3 separate regions of the Gossypium hirsutum genome follow, and all the other regions are linked to region 3. The links are chromatin contacts, called in public Hi-C maps. All regions are on one chromosome and are shown on one strand. The core of a region is the stretch at or near the end of the contact, and the rest is flanking DNA. Distances in the headings are between cores, read along the strand shown.

Region 1 (3,310 bases), core at 803-3,302, 220 kb after region 3:
ACATATCATTTGCGTTACTAAAATTTCTTTTTCTCTACATACAGTTTTTAAATATATATAGTCACATGCTAAGAAATTGATTTATAGGTGCCTATATTTTATTATTTTATAATAATAATAATAATTATTATTATTATTATAATTATAATTGTAATCTAATCATTTTTGAACAATTTTAAAAGCACACTCCTTCATAACAAGATAATGCTTAATTTGATATGATTTAACTCAATTTCAATTCCTTAACTTTTCTCCTTATCGACCAAACTACCCCTTTTGGTGTCTAGATTTAGGGTTCCTATATCAATGAGATTACTTCAGAGTTATATATATATAAAAACAACAAATTATTTCAAAAAGTTGAATAGTCGAAGCAACCAACATGGATTATTTCTTTTAAAACTAAATTAATTATAACACACTATTATGCGATGAATAAAAAACAAATAAAAATTATATTAAAAAGTTGATTAGTGGGTAGTTTCTTTTAAACAGAAAAAGACAAGTATTATTGTTTTGGTAATAAAAAGACCATTATTCTTGAGTGATACGTATTTTTAAATTGTTTTGAATTTATTAAATTTATATTTCAGTTTACACCATTCATGATACATATTTTTAAATAATTATAGCTAAAAGAAATTATTACAAAACATAATAAAATTGATAACTGAATTATATCTTAACTTATATCATAAGAAGATCTAATTCAAAGAGAATTTGGAGACAACTCACACATAGAGTTAAATTTAAGATATTAGAATTCTTTAAGACCTCAATATTATTATTAAGCAAAGGCTTATATTTGTTTTCTTAAAATAAAATTAAAGTTTCATGAATAGTAATTATTTCATACATTCTTTATGAAGTTTAAAGAATTTATTTATATTTATATTTATATTTTTTTATTATATTCTATAATACAATCGTCACACCCTAAATCAATTTTACAAATTGTGTATGAGATAATTTTTCTATATTAAAATTAAAATTTTATGTGTATAATTATTAAATCAAATTTAATATATTATATTAGATAAAAGTTGATGTGAAATTTTAACATTTCTCACTCTAATAAAAGAAAAGAAAAAGATAAAGAAAAGTACTTGTAGTTCAATTATTCCGGACACAACTGTTGGATGGTTTATGAAGGCAAAATAAAAGAGACCCATTTGGAATTTGCAACGAAAAATTTAAAGAATATTTAGTCCCTATATTTTTATAAAATTTAAGATGCGGTCATTATACTTTTAAGTTAAAAATTAAATTTTTTATTTTTTTTTAATTTTAAAATTCTAATCCAATCATTAAAGCGGATAGTAATTTTCATCAAAAACTTAACATATTTGTTTTTCATCAATTATAATCATGTGAGGACAACTTAATTACCATGTTAATTTAATAAATTTTAACAAAAAAATATTAATAATAATAGTAAGATTTTTAAATTAAAAAAGTAAAAACACTTTATTTTTAACTTTTTTAATTATTGAATCTTACTTCTTCTTCTTTTTTTTTTTAAGTATGAAGAGTAACAGCAATTTTAATCAAAAATAAGTGAAAGTTTTTAAGTTGAATATGTTCTATGCCTATCTACTTTTTACATATTTGAAATTTAATTCCCTACTTTTATTTTAAGAAATTTAATTTTTCTATTTTTCAGATATAAAAATGCATGTTTAATTGTTGACTTGGTCAAAGTTATTCCGTTAAATTCAGGTTAATTACAAATCATTATTTTATTACATGACTACTAAATAAGTATTTCTTAAAAGTCAAAATGTCATACTAACTAATTTAGCAATTGGAATTGAAATTTAAAAAATGGAGGGAAAAAAATTCTTAAATGTAAAATTCTTAAATGTAAAAGAACTAAGTTTTAAATATACAAAATGTACAGGACTTAAAAGTATATTTTAACCTAATTTTCCAATCAAAACAAGAATCAAATTATACTAGATCTAAAGGGTAGTTTAGGAAGGAAAGTCCCACCAGATTTTAGTCTTTGACAGCGAGAAGCCAACCAAACTTCCCCCCACTATATATACCAACTAACCGTCTACCTCAACCTCGTTGTGGTACTCCCTATTCGCCGCCATACACCATGCCGTCAGTGGCTCCACTTCCACCACCACCACCGTCGTCTCCGCCGCCGCCACCACCACAGATACCGACACTCAGCCGTACTAAAACACCAACAAGTATACTTTTAGGTAAGTATGAATTGGGTCGGTTGTTAGGCCGTGGAAGCTTTGCAAAAGTTCACGAGGCAACTTCTCTTGAGGACAATAACAGCGTTGTGGCGATCAAGATCATAGACAAAACGAAAACAGTAGATGCCGCCATGGAACCGAGGATAATCCGGGAAGTTTCAGCTATGCGCCGCCTACAACATCACCCGAACATTCTTAAAATCCACGAGGTGATGGCCTCAAAGACCAAGATCTACCTCGTCATGGAACTAGCCTCCGGTGGTGAACTCTTCTCCAAAGTGTTACGCCGTGGCCGATTAACTGAATCCGCCGCACGTAGGTACTTCTCCCAACTCGTCTCCGCTCTCCACTTCTGCCACCTAAACGGTGTCGCCCACCGTGATGTGAAGCCTCAAAATCTGTTGTTAGATCAAAGTGGAAATCTTAAAGTTTCGGACTTTGGTCTCTCGGCTCTACCAGAACAGCTAAACGACGTCGGTCTTCTGCATACAGCTTGCGGAACGCCGGCTTATACGGCTCCTGAGGTTGTCCGGAGAAAAGGGTATAAGGGTTCCAAGGCGGATGCTTGGTCTTGTGGTGTCATTTTATTTGTTCTGTTGGCAGGTTATTTACCATTTGATGATGGTAACTTGATGACTATGTACAAAAAGATTCAACGAAGGGAGTTCCAATTTCCATCTTGGATATCAAAGCAAGCAAAAGCTATAATATGGCAGCTTTTAGACCCGAACCCCGACACAAGAATGAGCATAGCCAAGTTAATGGAAACTTCATGGTTTAAGAGAACTTCAAAGGCGTTTCCATCATCAAACAGCCAACAAGAAAGTTTGTTACATGACAGGAAGTTGAAACATGATATGGTTTGTAATGGAGTTAATGCTTTTGATATAATAGCATTGTCTTCAGGGTTGGATTTGTCAGGGCTTTTAGAAGGAGGGGATAATAAGAGGAAGGAAAGGAGGTATACAACTTCAATGGAGCTGAATGGGGTAATGCAGAGGGTTAGGGAGGTAGGGGAGAGATTGGGGTACAGAGTGGAGAGAGGGAAAAGAGGGCTTATGGGGTTAGGGAAAGGGAGGGTGGTAGTGGTGGTGGAG
Region 2 (3,008 bases), core at 177-2,676, 240 kb after region 3:
TTCGACACTAAGACACTAATTAATCAACTAGGTACCAATTTTTGGGCGTACCGAGGGTGCTAATCCTTCCTCGTGCGTAACCAACTCCCGAACTCATTTTCTGTTATTCGTAGACCAAAAAATTATCGTTTTAGTAAATCTTAACTTTTATTAAAATGATTAATTTAAGGTGACCCGATCACACCTCACCAAAAAGGATTGGTGGCGACCCCTCTATTCGTTTTCATTTTCAAAACCTAAGTCGATTCCCGTTTTTTAAAAAATGGTTAGACAGTTGCATTTTTCTATGTTGCTTGGTCTTGGACTCTTAATTTTTTTTCTTTAATGCATGATGCCTACCCGAACACGAATGTGAAGATATAATCTTTTATAATTCTCTATTTATGCATAAAAACTTTAACATCATATTAAATACCAACACATATCCGGTACTTAAAATCAAATCCAAATGTTTTTGGCATTTTTTTGTTGGTATTCTTTTCAATAAATTTGAATCAATTGCAGAGGTCTCCCAGACCCACAATACCAAAATTTCTGGAATCAATCTTTTTCAAGATAATTCCATTGATTGTCCATCCCAAAAGCTCCAAACTATATTCCATTAATCAAAGAAACAAGAAAAAAAATGGAAGAAACTGATAATTAATTGACAAAAACCGAAATTACATCCAGATAGTGGCTGCCACCAACAAACATTATTTAGCAGCAACAAAGAGAATGAAGAAAAGATACCCATTAAGCAGATTAACCAGCATACCAACAAAATGTATTTCATTAATAAAAAATTAAATTGAGTAAATTAATCCTTCTCAAAATAATCAGAGTAATTTAATTTTTATCAATTCAAAAGTGAGCAATATGTTAAAGTTTCATCAATTTTACATGATTTTGATTGGTATAATAATAATTTTAGCCCTCAAAATTTATATATTCTGTCAATTTAGTTCTAATTTCATAAATTTATTCCATAAAAATTGTATAAATGTTGAAGCTACACATGTTGATTTTTTTTATTTTTAGAATTAAGGTCAAAATGATAAAATAAGTAAACATTAAAGGCTAAGTTTGTTGCTATACCAATTAAAATTATGTAAAATTGTTAGAAGACATTAACGCTATGATTAATTATCCTTAGTTACTTATTTTTTAAATTAAAATAGATTAAATTGCTTTAAATTTTTGAAAGAGATTAATTTACTAAATTTTAAAATTAAAAAAAAAACGACTACTTGTACCTAATTCATTTTACATTTTCAGGTTAATCGGACGCCTCAAGTTAGAAAAACAGAACATTTTATACCAAGTATTCTTAGCTATGGTAGGCCTTTATCCACCAGCCTTGACAGGCCGAATTGGCCCGTGTGCGGAGTTCCACTGCTTAGTTTCGGCCTTTATATTTTCCTCGTCCTAAAAAGTGGATAAGGAACAAAGCATTCTCCATCCTTCATTTAACGCCTGATTAAACCAACCCAAGTCTCACAGGAACTATGGGAGAACCCCCAACCAAAATGCACCACGTACCTCAACAAGTAGGTCCCCTACGTGCAACGTGGTTCAATCTAATTGGTCATTCATACACCTAGCAGTTGCGTAGAAACCTCACTTCGTTAAGAAGGCCGCCCTCCGGGGGGGGGGGCGTTACATGCTCACAAGGAAGATAAACAAAGAAACAAAAAAAAGAAAAGAAAATGGCAGTTCAGGCAGCACTCTCAGTTGTCTCAGTAAGTTCAGTGCCTAAAATCAGGTGTAAGAAGGTTGAAACCAGAGTTAATGTAATGAAGAACCAAAGAGAGGTTGGTCTTGTTAAGTTCAAGCTGGTTAGAAACCATGGGGATGGAAGAATCAACTTCACAAGATTGAATGCTGCAGGGTTGTCTGAGATTGAACCTGATCTCAATGAAGACCCTCTTGACAGATGGGCCACCAACAGCGTCAGCTCTGTCAGTTCTTTTCGTTTCTACTTCTAATCTAATTGCTTTACTTAAAAGTATTCATATCCCAGCCTGTCTTCTGTATGTATATGAGTACAAGAGTATACATTTTTGTTATATGAATATGCTGGTTCATTTCAATGCTTATGTTTTGTTGAATTATAGGAAGATTTTAAGTATGGAGAATATGATGGGCACCATACTTACTTTGAAGGAGAGGAGAAAGGTACATGAAAGAGTTAAATTTGATGTTTTTGTTTAACCAATGGTGAAACAACATATAACTGTTGAAGCTTTTTTACTTCAGGAACATTTTGGGGAGCCATTGCTGATGACATTGAAGCTATTGAACCTCCAACAGGATTCCAAGGCTTTATTTCATGGCTCTTCCTCCCTGCAGTTGCTGCCGGAATGTTTTTCAATGTTCCAGTAATTCATTTCATATCTTCATTTATCTTTCTATATTTTGAAAAGAAAAACAGATAAGATTAACAAGATGAATTTAATGTTGTAGGGGGAGTACTTGTTCATAGGAGCTGGAGTGTTTACGGCTATATTTTGTATAATTGAGATGGATAAACCAGATAAGCCTCACCACTTTGAGCCACAGATATATAACATGGAAAGGGGAGCTCGTGATAAGTTAATAAACGACTACAATACCATGAGCATTTGGGATTTTAATGAGAAATATGGAGATCTCTGGGATTTCACTATCAAGAAAGATGATATAACAAAGAGATAAATTTCTTTCGAGAAGAAAAAGAGAACTGTAATTATTAGCTACTGTCATGTGAGCATGGACTGGAAGGTATAGTTTCTTTTTCCCTTGTTTTTGAGAAGAGAGTTTTTATTGATTTCTATGTTTGTGTTAAGAGGATCTCCTAATCAGTAAGCCATCTATATTGTGATTGCAGATGTATTTTTCGGTCCGATGCTATCACGTTCGATTGCAGTAGATACTAAATCGAAACTGTCGCCTTATGTAGGCTGCTAAAACTTCATCATAGGTGTAAGAGCTTTGGGAGTGCTTTTATGATGATTGCTTTACAAGATTAATTTGAATGCCTACTATAT
Region 3 (3,128 bases), core at 128-2,627:
TTTGATCACTTAACTAAAAAAAGTTACAATTTAGTCATTAAACTGCTTTAGACGTCACGGATCTATAAACCAAAAATCAAATAACTTTTTTTTTTAATCTCTCACACTGACCATCAAATTAAATTGGATCTAAGGTATGTTATCCTACTTGTCGATGGGTACTGATATACTGTACAGATTGTCGAATTGTCACTTGGAGCTCACTTATAGAACTTTTAAAAAAGAAAAGATAATAGTTCAACTACTTAAATAAAAACTTTTGAATAGTTCAGTGACTTAAATGAAAATTTTTAAATAATTCAATAACTAAATTGTAACTTTTTTTAGTTAAATGACCAAAATGAAAATTTAGCATAATTTAGTGACTAATGATGTAGTTTACCCTAACTAAAATCTGCAAATAGGCAGATATATAACATAACTAACCTTTATAGAGCATCAATATGATTCATGTAAGAAAAAAAAATCCTAGAATAAACCGATACTAGAAAATCACAGGTCTCAACATTCCAATCTACAGGCGATGTTGAAATACAGAATTCCCATTTATTGCCAGACCATAACAAGTTACCTAACCGGTTATCAAATTACGAAGAGATTCTTTTTATAATTTAACAAGAACAGGGATAATAGGATCCCTGCATATATATTTTTTAAGTTGATTAGCATGAGCATATCACAGAAAAAATAACAAAACCACAGCAGCATAAAAACATGACACAATATAAAAAGTAACATGAAAACGAATATCTCGAAATCTATATAATACAAACTTTTAGCATATCAATTTTTAATAAGTGTGTTAAACATGATTATATTGCAGAAAATACATGATCATAGATACAGAAGATCTAATTTCATTCTTCCATTTACTTTTTGAACCAACAAACCAAGTTACCGAAACACTGCTTTCTTACAAATACCTATTGCCACAATCCAGAATGTTCAGTTATAAAGAGGCCCAAATTTCAAAAAAGTTCGAATGAGTATTAGACTTTGTTCCAATTTCAAGCCTAATCCAGATATAAAAAAACTCTCAATCTGTCACAGAGTTCAACGAATCAGACAAATCCGACCAACTAAAAATATGAAAAAAAAAAGAAGATACAACACAAAGAGAAGAAGAGATAAAAGAGAGTATACATTTCCCATTAATTTCTGGAGATTCTTGGTGTTCTTGGCGAAAGTGTATATAAGAACGATAGGGATCGTAACATAGAGACCGAATTTGGCGATTTCAAGAACACCCTTTGAAGTGCCTAAAGAAGACATTCTCCTTTTCACTTTCTACAGAGAAAAAAAATTGATGAGAATTCGCGAGGAGACTGAAAACTTTTGAAAAATTACCCTCAGACATCTCAAAATGTGTGAGGCTGAAACCTTGGATATGTTTTATAGGAAGATGCCCGGTTCTAGGAAAAGATCTTAATGGGCTCTTCTTTCAACAAAAAATTTCTTAATGGGCTAATAGCTCCCAAAATAATGCCCAAACAACAAACATGGATCTATTTGACTTTTCTGGATATTTACTTTAGCAGACTTGTGGCTTATTGCATGCTAAAGTCCCCACACTTTTGCTCGCACACTTTTGCTCGCACGGTTGTTATTTGAAGTGCTTTGAATAATTAACGGGAATATGTGGTGATTAGAGGTGCTCATCGTCGGGTCGGGTGAGGTTTGGGTTTAAACATGATATTAATATTTGGGTTTAAAATTTGAATTTAAAATTTTATCTAAATACACTCATATTTGTAAAAGGTTAACTTAAGCCCATTTTAAGCCCACCAATATTATTATTTAATTTTTTAAAAATAAATATATATTTTATTTTATTTTAATATTTAATAATTTTATATATTTTTTATTTATTGAAATTTTTTATAGTCATCTTAACATTATATTAACGTTTACATTAGAGTAGTATTATATATTTAGTGTAGGTTTATTTTTTTAATATGTTCTAATATATAAAAATAACATGATATAAAGTATTATAAACTTAAAATGGCTCGGCTCGGGTCGGATTGAGGCTTTAAATGTTTAAGCTCAAGCCTAGCCCGTATTTCAAAATGGGCTTAATTTTTTTTGTCCAAGCCCATTTTTCGGGCTTAATTTTTTTGCTCAAACCTTCCTAAATTTCGGACAGGCCTTCGGGTTTGGACAAGTAGCTTGGCCCATGAATATGTCTAGTGGTAATAGGGTATCGGTTAATTTTGAATAGCAAGAACCATTTCGTTCTAAAATATGTAGAATGACGATGTCAAGTCAACTTGGTAACCATCAAGTTGAAAAAGTATGCATTCATTTGGAGGAAAATTTAATAAAACCTCATGAGAAAATTGAAAAAGAAAAAGAAAGCTTAAAAGAAAGTTTCTTACAAATTATAGGCAAGATTCTTTCTAGCAATTTCTTAGTTCCAAACAACATGAATTGTTGGTAAAGCAATACACTATTGAATTTGAGCATCTCATGATGAAATGTGGAGATTGAAAAGCAAATGATTGCTCGGTATCTTGGTGATTTTTGTCAAGAGGTCAGTGATGTTGTCCAATCACAACCTTATTGGAATTTTGATGATGTTTGCAAGCTAGCAATCCATGTGGAGAAGCAAATCAAGGCGAAAGGTTCTCGCAAGACCCTACGGAAAGAAGAAATTTCTAGAAGAGGCAGTGCCTTAACTTCTAAGCATTTGCCTACTACCAAGATTACATCTTTAAAATCAGTTCAACGACACAAAGGCAGCCATATACCCAAGTTGTTAAGCATATACTCAAGTAGTTACGAAGAATGATGGATTATATATTTTTATATTCTAGAGGAGATCTCACTCCTATCGGTTATACCGATTTTGACTTCCAAACGTGTCAAGATTTGATGAAATCAACATTGGGCTATATTTTTGTCCTACATAGTGGGTCCACAGTATGGAGAAGTGTCAAGCATGGTTGTACTATTGAGTCTACTATAGAGGTCGATATATGGTTGCTTCTAAAGCAATAAAAGAAGCAATATGGCTTCAAAAAATCCTTATGGATCTCAAAGTTGTTCTTGGTATTGAAAAAGCTATCACATTGTATTGTGATAGTAATGCATCAATAGCTAACCCCAAGGAAACCAGAAACAACAAG

What was found. Hi-C and Micro-C count contacts between places; a contact is called where the count stands out from the background.
Region 1: a Hi-C map of leaf shows a contact between it and region 3, with 2.1 times the contacts expected there. The contact joins the promoter of LOC107897870 here to the promoter of LOC107897869 in region 3. A contact is called at or near these places in 2 of 34 Hi-C or Micro-C datasets (both in leaf).
Region 2: a contact with region 3 is called in a Hi-C map of leaf, with 2.3 times the contacts expected there. The contact joins the promoter of LOC107897871 here to the promoter of LOC107897869 in region 3. A contact is called at or near these places in 8 of 34 Hi-C or Micro-C datasets (anther, callus, hypocotyl and 2 more).

What each region holds. Positions count from the first base shown.
Region 1 is chrA10:58,903,023-58,906,332 of Gossypium_hirsutum_v2.1, reverse strand. It overlaps LOC107897870 (CBL-interacting serine/threonine-protein kinase 7), which reads left to right and starts at 2,052. Exons shown (of 1, transcript XM_016823456.2): 1 at 2,052-3,310. The coding sequence starts at 2,105.
Region 2 is chrA10:58,881,579-58,884,586 of Gossypium_hirsutum_v2.1, reverse strand. LOC107897871 (photosynthetic NDH subunit of subcomplex B 5, chloroplastic) reads left to right here and starts at 1,426. Exons shown (of 5, transcript XM_016823457.2): 1 at 1,426-1,940; 2 at 2,097-2,157; 3 at 2,239-2,360; 4 at 2,446-2,742; 5 at 2,849-3,008. The coding sequence starts at 1,689. The coding sequence ends at 2,676.
Region 3 is chrA10:59,126,347-59,129,474 of Gossypium_hirsutum_v2.1, reverse strand. LOC107897869 reads right to left here and starts at 1,377. Exons shown (of 3, transcript XM_041079291.1): 1 at 1,144-1,377. The coding sequence starts at 1,272.